Linked DNA regions of Mus musculus: region 1 is linked to region 2. A link is a contact called in public HiChIP or PLAC-seq data. All regions are on one chromosome and are shown on one strand. Each heading gives the region's core, a stretch centred on a gene start, on an enhancer-like site or on the middle of the called end of the contact. The rest is flanking DNA. Distances are from core to core; before and after follow the strand shown.

Region 1 (4,976 bases), core at 1,476-3,975, 33 kb after region 2:
TTATTTCCTCTTTTACTGACTTTTCTTGCCCCTCCCTCGTATTTAAACTCCCACCTTCATTTATTTCCTCTGGCCAAGTAATTCTTCACTCCTATCCTTTTACTCTCTCAGCCTCTGACTGGCCTCTCCCCCTCAGAGGTTTGTTCCTTCCATCCTCTTGTAGTCATAACAATCATAATATTCTTTCCACTGTATCTTCACGGAGGAGAAGGCCATTCTGAGCTAGTTTCGATTAAGAATTAGAACAGACGTTTTATAATAAATGAGGTTTTATTAATAGCTACCATTAATGGCTGGTTGCTATGGGCCAAGGATGGGCTGGCTGCATTCTGCGTCCACGCATTCACTCCCAACAGTAACATCTTGGAGGATGTGTTTGACTCCCATTTTACAGACTAGAAAGTAGAGGCACAGAACTAAAAATGAAGACTAAGCCCCACACTCAGATCAGAGATAAGGGACAAAACTCAAGCTGCATTTCTGTTACACAGTTACAGGTATTAATTCCACAACTGGGCTCTGCAGAGCCTTATGGGCTAAGTCATTTGCATGAGACTCATTAAGAAGTCAGCAATCCTGAATCTTGTCCTGCTTCTTGGCCAGCATGTGGGGGAGGGAAGCTGAATTATATGCCATGCTCTAAATGGCAGGGCCTTGGCAAGTGGTTATATATCACCAGTGGATGTTGCTGCGGAGAGTCATCCCATCCCCCCTTGCTGGCAAGATTCTCTTTTCTGGGTGTCACAGGAACTAATTATGTGCTGTTAAATCCAAGACCCATTTTATATTCCGGTGGTAAATCTCACATGTCAGGAGCAGTTAGTGACACTGTGGCATGTTGCCTTCAGTTCATGCTGAACTGTGGACAGTAAGTGCTCTGAGGATAGATCCATTTAAATAACCACACCTGCTGTTACCCACTGCCACCTGAATGGTACTTCAAGGTGACCAGTTCAGGACACCCTCCCCATCCCCCCACCCCCCAAGTCTGGAGACTGCAGAGGTTTGCAAATACAGTTCATGCTGGAAGTCTAACTTTAGTTTTGCTTTTGAGATGGGGTCCAAGTTGGTCTCACATTGCAATCCTTCTGCCTCAGCCCTCTGAGTGGTGGGATTATAATCATATGCTGAAATGCCTGGTGAATTTTGAACTTTGAGTGCCTAGCAGGGAGGGGAGCGAACATTACTGAGGATGATGCGCGCTGCATTGGTCTGTGGATCTTCTTAAAGACGATGCCTCTGTTCTTATGCGATCCCAATACAGTGACAGCAGCCTGACAGTGCCGTGGGCATGCACAGATCCGCATGCTGGGATGCTACGGAATGCTGGCTTAAGAATCTAAGTTCTGTGGTCTAGTTGGCCAAATTGGATTATTGGAAGTGTAGACTTAACACAACAGCAGCAGCAGCAGCAACAAAAGCCAAAGCTCTAATTGGAATAAGAAACCACTGCTCATATATTGCTTATATATATACTACTACTTTGGTTTTAGAGAAAAATGCAGGAATTAGAATCACCAGGCAAGTACTTCTCCTTGACTTGTTCTTATTCAGTTGCAGAAATTAAGAGGTCTTTTTCTTTTGATGGCATCTGTGATGTTGCGGAGGCACCCTCGGTTGAGGAGCGTACACAGCCTGCTTATGTGGCTTATGTTGCTGACATTAGGATTATCCTTAAGGGAGCTTTCCTTGTTGGTTTTGGGTTTTTAGGATGTTGCCGACAGGATTCATGGGAAATCGAAGCCAGCGGATATGCCTGGTGTGGGACTGAGCATTAGAGGAGCCTGAAAGAAGTTGCTCTCATGGGAGCACTGGACGGTGGTGTCCATTAAGCCAGGGTCTGCCTCGGAACTGGCTATATCAGTGGCTTAGTTCAGAGGTAATTGACTCTTCTGCCCACCAAGCTCTCAAGGACCCTCTTTGGTAAAGAGTCTTTTTGTTTTCTCTCCACCCTGGGATTAGCTACTGAGGCCAGACTATTCACAGAGAATGCAAGTCGTAACCCCCACAAAATGGTTTCTGGAAATCCCTGTTGTATACAATTTGAAGTGGTGACCATTTAGCGAAATACAGAGAGTGGGAGGTGGACAGGTATGCACCTAGGGGAAGGACTCTGAGGACCCAATTTCTCTCTGAGGAGCTATCGATAGTCAGTAGTTGCTGGTGTGTGTGTGTGTGTGTGTGTGTGTGTGTGTGTGTGTGTGTGTGGCACAGAGACATCTTTTCCAGTGGTGTAACTGCTGGTAATGTGTCCACACTCCTATGGATAGCTTGTCCTCATCCTCCTGCAAGGACCCATGATGAAAATCATTAGGTCATGAAAAAAACCAAAAGCTATGAAAGTAGAGAGGGGGCTGTTTAGAGAGTGTAAAGGGATGGGAGAGAGTGGGAGGGGGCAAGAGAATGGAGGCGAATGTGGTCTAAATAACATACACATGCATGAAAATGTCAAATGAAACCCAGTGTCATATATATTAATGTATGCTAATAAAACATAAAGAGAATGAAGTCTTGATGCTGGGGTAGGGTAGGGTACTGTCAATCATTTAGTGCAGGGCAGAGACTTCGCTAGGAATATAATGAGCATGTACCAGGATCTGAAGGAATTCATCCTGAATTTAAACCCAGCCCTTAATAAGGCGTTGTGTCGTTATTAAGTGAAACCAAATGGAAACATCATGCAAGGCTGGAGGAAGCTGTTTGAATCAATGACTTATTATAGGTGGAAATTAAAGTCCAGGAGTAATTATTTGACCCTGAACCTTTGTTTGCTTTGTGTTAGCATTTGTCTAGGCTCTGCCCCACAGTTACCTGGCAACAGCCAGGTGTGCCTGACTCACTATAAGAGGGGCTGCCGGCCCCTTCCACTCTCTCTTGCTTTCTTACTCACTTTTTACCCCCTCTCTCCCCACTCCCCTCCCTCCTCTCTCTCCATGTGGCCAGCCTCTGGCTTCTACTCCCCCCTCCTATCTCTGCCTTTCTCTGTCTCTACCCCCTCAACTCCCCTCCCCATGCCCTGAGTAAACTCTATTCGATGCTATACCATCTTGTGGCTGGTCCCTCAGGGGTAAGGGATGCCTCAGCATGGGCCTGCAGAGGCACCCCCATACCTGACTACACTGACTACACATCCACCAAATATATTCTCTCTCCCCTTATCTTTTTATAAAACACAGCACTCTGTGTGTAAAACATTTCCCACTGATCCCCCCCCCACACACACACACACAAGTTAGTACACTTAAAGATCCCTAGCAGTGACTTCTGCCAGAAAGTCATCAGTGTTCAGCAGCCAGATAGGTCTGATCTTAAAAAGTGACAAGTTGAATTTGCAAGGATAGGTAGCTATGATTAGAGAGTGATAATCACAGCGGATTCAGACAATGCTGTCATCGTTGATGGTGCACAGAGTAGCAAGCATTTGCTATTCTATGCGTCAAAACAGGTAGAAAGAAATGGCGTTGCTTTTCCGAGGTCAAGTCTGTGCTATTAGGCACTGTATTTAAACTGTCCCAGGCTGTCCATGTCTTCCCCAGCTAGTGATCTCATACTGCATTGGACAGCCACATATGCTCAGAGCCTGTGTTCTTCACCACCTTCTCACTCTCTATTGCTACATTGTACTTTGAGAATGAAGAAGGAGGGAAACTGTCTGCTTCAGTCAGTTCTGTGGAGGCTGTAGCCACTGATGGTCCAGAATATATTCTCATCCAACCCCAGGCAGTTTTGCTTCTGGTGTGATATTGGGGCTCACCATCCCCCACATCCCAGGCTACAGCTTTCCCAGCCAGTGACCTGGCTTCCAGGAATTGATGCTGATGATGTTTTTTAATCCCTGGTTCATCTCTCTACTTAAAATGCAAAGATGTCCTTCAGCCTCCTGTGTTCTAGTTCTTAGAGACATAGCTATTACAGAATGATTTTAGGATTTTTGACCTAAAGCAAAAGAAATGCATGAGAAATGGATCTTGGTTGGAACAAAAATAAATTACAATTTTTTTGAGATGTAAATGTTATTATAAGGAGTAATTTTTATTTGTGGCAGAAAAAATAAGATTAGATCCCAGTACAAGAAATAAAATTTTCTTTTAAATTCTTTAAAAAAATAACTGTGCCACTATCCAGAAATAAGATGAAGTTTTGTGTTAAATATACAGATCCTCCCTTCAGTATTTTATATCCATTGAAACCATAGAAATGGATCATGCTATGATCCGCATATCATCACTTACAATGGCTGGTGCCATTTGCTGGACACATAGATGGTATCGTGCTATTTTCTCCAATAGCTCTTGCTATAAAGAGTATCTGGACATATGGTTGTGTGCTTGTTTGAATCTATGTTCAAGATAACCTTTCAAAGCATTATATATGTTGAAAACTTGTGAGATTTGCTATCAGGCTATTCTCCCCAAAGTATATTCTTGTCAGTCTGGTGTGTGTGTGTGTGTGTGTGTGTGTGTGTGTGTGTGTGTGTGAGTGTGTGAGTGTGTGTAAGTGTGCATGTGTATTAGTGTGTATATATGTGCATGTGTGCATGTATGTGGTATGTGTGTATGAAAGAGTGTGTGTGTGTGTGTGTGTGAGAGAGAGAATATGTGAGTGTGTGTGCGTGCACGCGAGTTGGTTGTTGGTTGGTTGTTTTGAGAGAGTCTCTAATTCTGTAATCCACATTAGCCTGAGATTCATTTTTGTAGCCCAGGCTGGGCTTGAACTCACAGCAATTCCTGTCTTTATTAAAACACATCTTAAATCTGGATTGAACCTTTTTCTGTACAGCGTTGACCATTTGTATTTTGCAGTAAATCAGCTACGTGTGCTTTGCATTTGCCTTTCCTGTAGAGACATCCTTAATTCAACTTACAGTCCTCAGGTGCACTTGACATATTAGGAGTATGGATTTTCTGCGTCTTGTTACTTTAACCCCCTTCTGGATTTGACTTTTGATTGCAATTCAGTCAGGTGTAAAGTTAATT
Region 2 (4,720 bases), core at 554-3,053:
CTTTCTTCACAGAAAAAGTCCCTCTCTGAGACAAATAAAAGGGATGGATTACAGAAGCAGAGATCCTTTTAGCTAACATCTGACTTGTGACTTATGCTTTCACAAGAATATACATGTAAAGAAAACTCTGCTGCCCCCCTGGCACTTTTCAGAGCAATAAAAACACTGCTATAGCTGGAGAACAAGGAAAAGCCCGTTACTCCGACTTACACATCTCTGCCAGGGTGAGTTTTCTAAATATTGTGATACACAGCCAGAGTGGTGAAACTGTCTTTGCTATGCAGCTCTATACACACACCCAGCTCTCTTTAATCCACCCATTTGTCCCAGATATCCACCCACCATTACATCTTCGTTAGACCATTTGTCTGTAAGACAGGCAGGAGGAGATGTTTCCCTCTGATGTACAAAATCTGTCTTCCAAATAATGCTATGGAAGAGAATAGCAAGCATACATGCTTTCTTACAATAAATTGTGAGGTGTGGGTCTGGGTAGTTCCTATATCCCTGGGTAGTTTATGATTCTGCTAATAGGGGTTATGTGAAAAATTTTGAGAGGACCTTTTTTAGATAAAGACTAAGAGTTCTCTGGTCTCCTTTCACTGTCTGGTATTTTTCACGTATGCCTACTTTTGTGTGTGAAAGCTGTTTTAGTAGTTGCCGCCACACTGGGACCCAGATGGAAAAGGAGCTATAACAGAGTGAAGTTGAGCGACATAATGGCTCCCTTGTAGAGACTGTTTCCACAGGGAGGAAACTGGGGTGAGACTGCCATGTGTCACAAGGTCTAGCATTTGTTATTTTAAGATGATCCTTATTCAAGATGGAAGAAGTTAATCCCACATGTAAGAAGGAGACTCAAGAGAAATGATATGTAGGCAAGAATGCTCAGAGCTATGTCAGAGCACACCAGCATTGTATCAGCACTGACAACTGGGAAATGCCATGAGGACTATCTCAGTAGGCGGCAGATCATCAGATTTTAAAGGAACCCCTTCCTCCACCCAATTCAAAACAGCTAGAGCGCTCCAAGAGTCCCTGTTTGGCCCAGTTCTCTAGATTTGTCCCCTTGAAGTTGTTGATGACAGAGACGTCTTGATACAGGGACATTCTTCAGTTATCCCTTTACAGAAGAAACGTCTGTGCAAATATTTAAAGTACCCCCCTCCCTCCGTGCAAATTTGCCTTTAGATCAATCTGGTCTTGGACGCATGCCAGGAATAGCTTTAGCATGGAAGTTGCTGGGTGGGAAGGGTGTAAGGAAGCTGCGTGGACACTGCGGGGCTTTGCCAGGGACTTTAAAGCCATTGGTCCTTCCTTCCACACAGTCCAAGTGTCTCTCCCGGACTGAGAGTTCGCAGGGCAGAAAGCCTAAACATATTGTTTATTTATTGAATGAGGCCTCCGAAGGGCGCCGAGGGCCAGGGGCTTGGTCTCGCAGAGCGGAGGCCACCAGGCTGCAGTTCTCCGGTGAAGCCCTCTCCCACCGCTCCATGGCCGGAGCGCTGCAGTCATTCCCGGCCTCTTTTTTCCAGCCCAGCGCTCCCGCCGCTGCAGGACTGGACACGCGGGGGGCCTATCTCTCCCGGGCAGGGTCTTTCGGATGACTGATCTTGGTACCCCACGGATTCCCGTGGACGCCAGGCAGGGACCAGATGGGCGCTGGATCCCGCACGAAGGGGGCGCGGTGGGAGCAGAGCGGGACACCATGGAGCCCGCGGGAACGATCGGGGCTGGCGGGTGTTCCGGAGCCGGGGGCGGGGAGCCCGGAGCGCCGCCCCGCCAGCGCGCCCCGCCCGTGGGAGAGGAGGGGCTGCGGCGCGGAGGACCACTGGAGGCGCCGCGCGGCCGCCGCTGTCCGCGCTGGAGACCACAGCTCGGCACAGGCGGCGCCCGTCCTCCGCGCCTCCGGAGCCTCCTCCAGCCTGCGCGCCGGGCAGATAGCACGGGCCATCTCCCACCGCGACCTACCGCTCGCCCTGCAGGTAAGTGTCTCTCCGCCGCGGGGTGGATACGCGGTGCTTGCCGCGCGGCCCGGGGGCATTGTGCGCGTCCAGAGGGCCGAGGACCCTGGCGATACCCGAGTGGGCAGCCGCAGCCCCAGGCCCCCAAGGCATCGCTGTCTCCAGAGGCACCCCAGCTGGGTAGCGCGGAAGCGAGGATGGCCAAATCGGTCCCCGGTGCGGTCAGAGTGGGAGGGGGTACCGGTGTCACGGTCCCCGCTCACCGCCCGCCTTCCCTTCCCGCGGCTGCCGGGGAATCCGGCTTCCTTTTACACGCATTCCCCTCTGCCCCCCTTCTCCGCCCCCCGCGGCAGTTCTTCATCCCCGATGCCCGCACCCCAGGGCCGACTGGTTGGGAATGGAAGTCGGGGCCGGGAGGACTGATGTAATTGTCAGCGGAGAACCGAACCGGTGCGGGTGAGAGCGCCCGCGCCTACGAGAGCTGACGCCTACGCTGCACCTTTCAGGGAATCCGGGAGCCGCGGGCAGTGGCCGGGCAAGTTGTGCATCGGGTTTGGTTGTGCGCGTGCACTGCGGACTGTCCTCGCGAGCACTCCTTGCTACCCCCGGCTGGCGTCCCTGCAGCCCTCCCTGCAGCCTGCGTCCACGCTCATCGCCCGAGCTCCCTTCTCCGGTTCAGACCGGGACAGGGTTTGCATTGCAGTCAGGACGTGCTTCCCCTGCGTCGAGCTTGGAGCTGCCCGCAGATCGAGTCGCCGGGGACGCTGGGGGAGGAGGGATGGGAAACCTGGGGAGGAAGCTGCGGAGAACGAATGACACCCGCAGATTTCTAAAAGCCTCTACCGTTTGCAGACGCACCGTAAGCCACGTCTTAAGCTGCTTTTAAAAGTTATGACCAGATACTGATTCTGTGACGATTCTGTGATCTACCTGAAAGGTTGGTGAAACTAGAGACCTAAAAGCTGGGGAAAGCATTACATAATGGACATGAAGCAAATGACTGAAACTAAACGGAACACCGGGTTGCCAAATTGTTTCTCGCTTCTGGACAGAAAGTCCTATAAGGCTTTTTTAAAAAAAGAATTTCCAGTTTGGAGTCCTTCGGCAAGATTTAATAAGTCATATATTCGATTGCAATTTCTCCTAACAAAATAATATTTTGAACATATTTTCTTATATTAAAATACATACTAATTAATAGTTATGTCACAGACTTAAGAAATGTATACTTCAAAGGAAAATTAAATCTTCCATCTTAAAACTATTCAACTTTGTTTTCCTCCTTTTAAGTTTTTGCATACATATCTATATATTCCTTCTCCACCCCCACCCCATTTGCTTTGGTAGCATTTCTACAGTTTTGAGTACTGTGAGTTTGTGATGCTGATATTCCTATCTAGGGCTTGCTACAGCATTGCAGGTACAAAGACTCATAATAAATGAATCAGAAGACCTAGCAGTAACTCTGGGAGCGAGCAGGTTCCCAAGGTCGAAGGGAAGATGCTGTGTAACTCGGCTATAATCACCTACAGAGAATGTGCATGCCTCATTGGGTTACAAGGAAGGCCCTGATTGGTGGAATATTACTCCTGTTATTGGCTTCCTCATTTAATATATCTTACCCAAAATATCTTTTAAGTTAATAGGATATTTCGAAATTAAAAACCTTTGCTTTTACCAACCTTAAAAATTCTTGGTTTTGTCCAGATTTTCAGTTGTTATGTCAATGATAATTATACATTCAGTGGAAGGATTGCTTTGGGGCAGACTTCTGTTTCAAATTGTAATGATTTATCAGATGTCTCTTGGTTCTAGTATGTTGAAGTTCTGTTTCACAGAGCTGTAGTTCTAATTTCAGAGGATCATGAATAGATGCTGTCGTTTCTCTACTTTTATTTAACCTCAAGTGAGTTTTACTTGTATTTAAGTTAACTTTGGTAAGAAACACAGAGTCCTTCCAAGATTAAATGTTCTTTTGGGTGAGAGGTCTGTAGTGGCCCTATAGATGGATTATGTAAATTATAAGTAGACAAAAGCTTCATGTGATCTCTCATGAAGTCAAGAAGACTACAGAGGTTTCCTTTTATTACAATACTTGGCTAACTAGCAGTCTGAGATCATTCAGTTGGTAATTCCTCATTAAGTTCCTACTTTGTTGAAGACACTAGTCTAGGTTCTGTGGGAGATGTGGAATGTGCCAGCCCTTGTAAGGTTATAACTGCTTTAAGAAAGACAAGGTATAAATTGTTGAAAGCAGGAAAAATTTTTGTTTACTGTAAAAGTTAAGTCATATTTATACTTTAAAAATCTTAGCTGGGCCTCGGTGGCGCATGCCTTTAATCCCAGCACTTGGGAGGCAGAGGCAGGTAGATTTCTGAGTTTGAGGCCAGCCTGGTCTACAAAGTGAGTTCCAGGACAGCCAGGGCTATACAGAGAAACCCTGTCTGGGGGGGAGGGGAGCCAAAACAAAAAATCCTAACCCCCCCCCAAAAAAACCCAAAAAGAAAACCCCAAAACAAATAAAAATCTTAGAGTAAAAAGTTTACCACTATCCCTTTGTTCCTGTGTTTTTTTTAAGTTCCCTTACTCATCACTGTATCCTCATGTTGTATGTAGCAGTAGCTAATTGACTTCTATTGCTGTACAATATTCCATCTGTGTCCTCAAACAGTGTTTCTCTGTTCTCAGCCGCAGCCACTTCCTTTTGAAAAAAAAAAATCGCAAAAATATTTCCTTAGGCACAGGTGTAAACATTT

The links. HiChIP or PLAC-seq counts read pairs in DNA pulled down with a chosen protein or histone mark.
Region 1: a contact with region 2 is called in an H3K4me3 HiChIP or PLAC-seq map of intestinal villus epithelium, with 4 times the contacts expected there. The contact joins the enhancer-like site here to the promoter of Osbpl6 in region 2. A contact is called at or near these places in 1 of 39 promoter capture datasets (pre-B cells), 1 of 15 datasets of contacts at CTCF or cohesin (CD8 T cells), 1 of 484 Hi-C or Micro-C datasets (nephron progenitors), 3 of 115 datasets of contacts at active chromatin or transcription factors (embryonic stem cells and intestinal villus epithelium) and 1 of 9 other capture datasets (pancreatic islet).

Annotation. Positions count from the first base shown.
Region 1 is chr2:76,436,861-76,441,836 of GRCm38.p6, forward strand. The region is part of intron 1 of Osbpl6 (oxysterol binding protein-like 6); the gene reads left to right. Among named protein-coding and RNA genes, the nearest start is that of Gm52557, 8.1 kb to the left of the region's middle. Within about 2 kb of position 2,726, at least 5 of the 459 cell types and tissues checked have an H3K27ac peak or open chromatin away from gene starts, as enhancers often do. A contact at or near this core is called in intestinal villus epithelium, where this site is marked.
Region 2 is chr2:76,404,705-76,409,424 of GRCm38.p6, forward strand. Osbpl6 (oxysterol binding protein-like 6) reads left to right here and starts at 1,804. Exons shown (of 27, transcript NM_001290733.1): 1 at 1,804-1,985.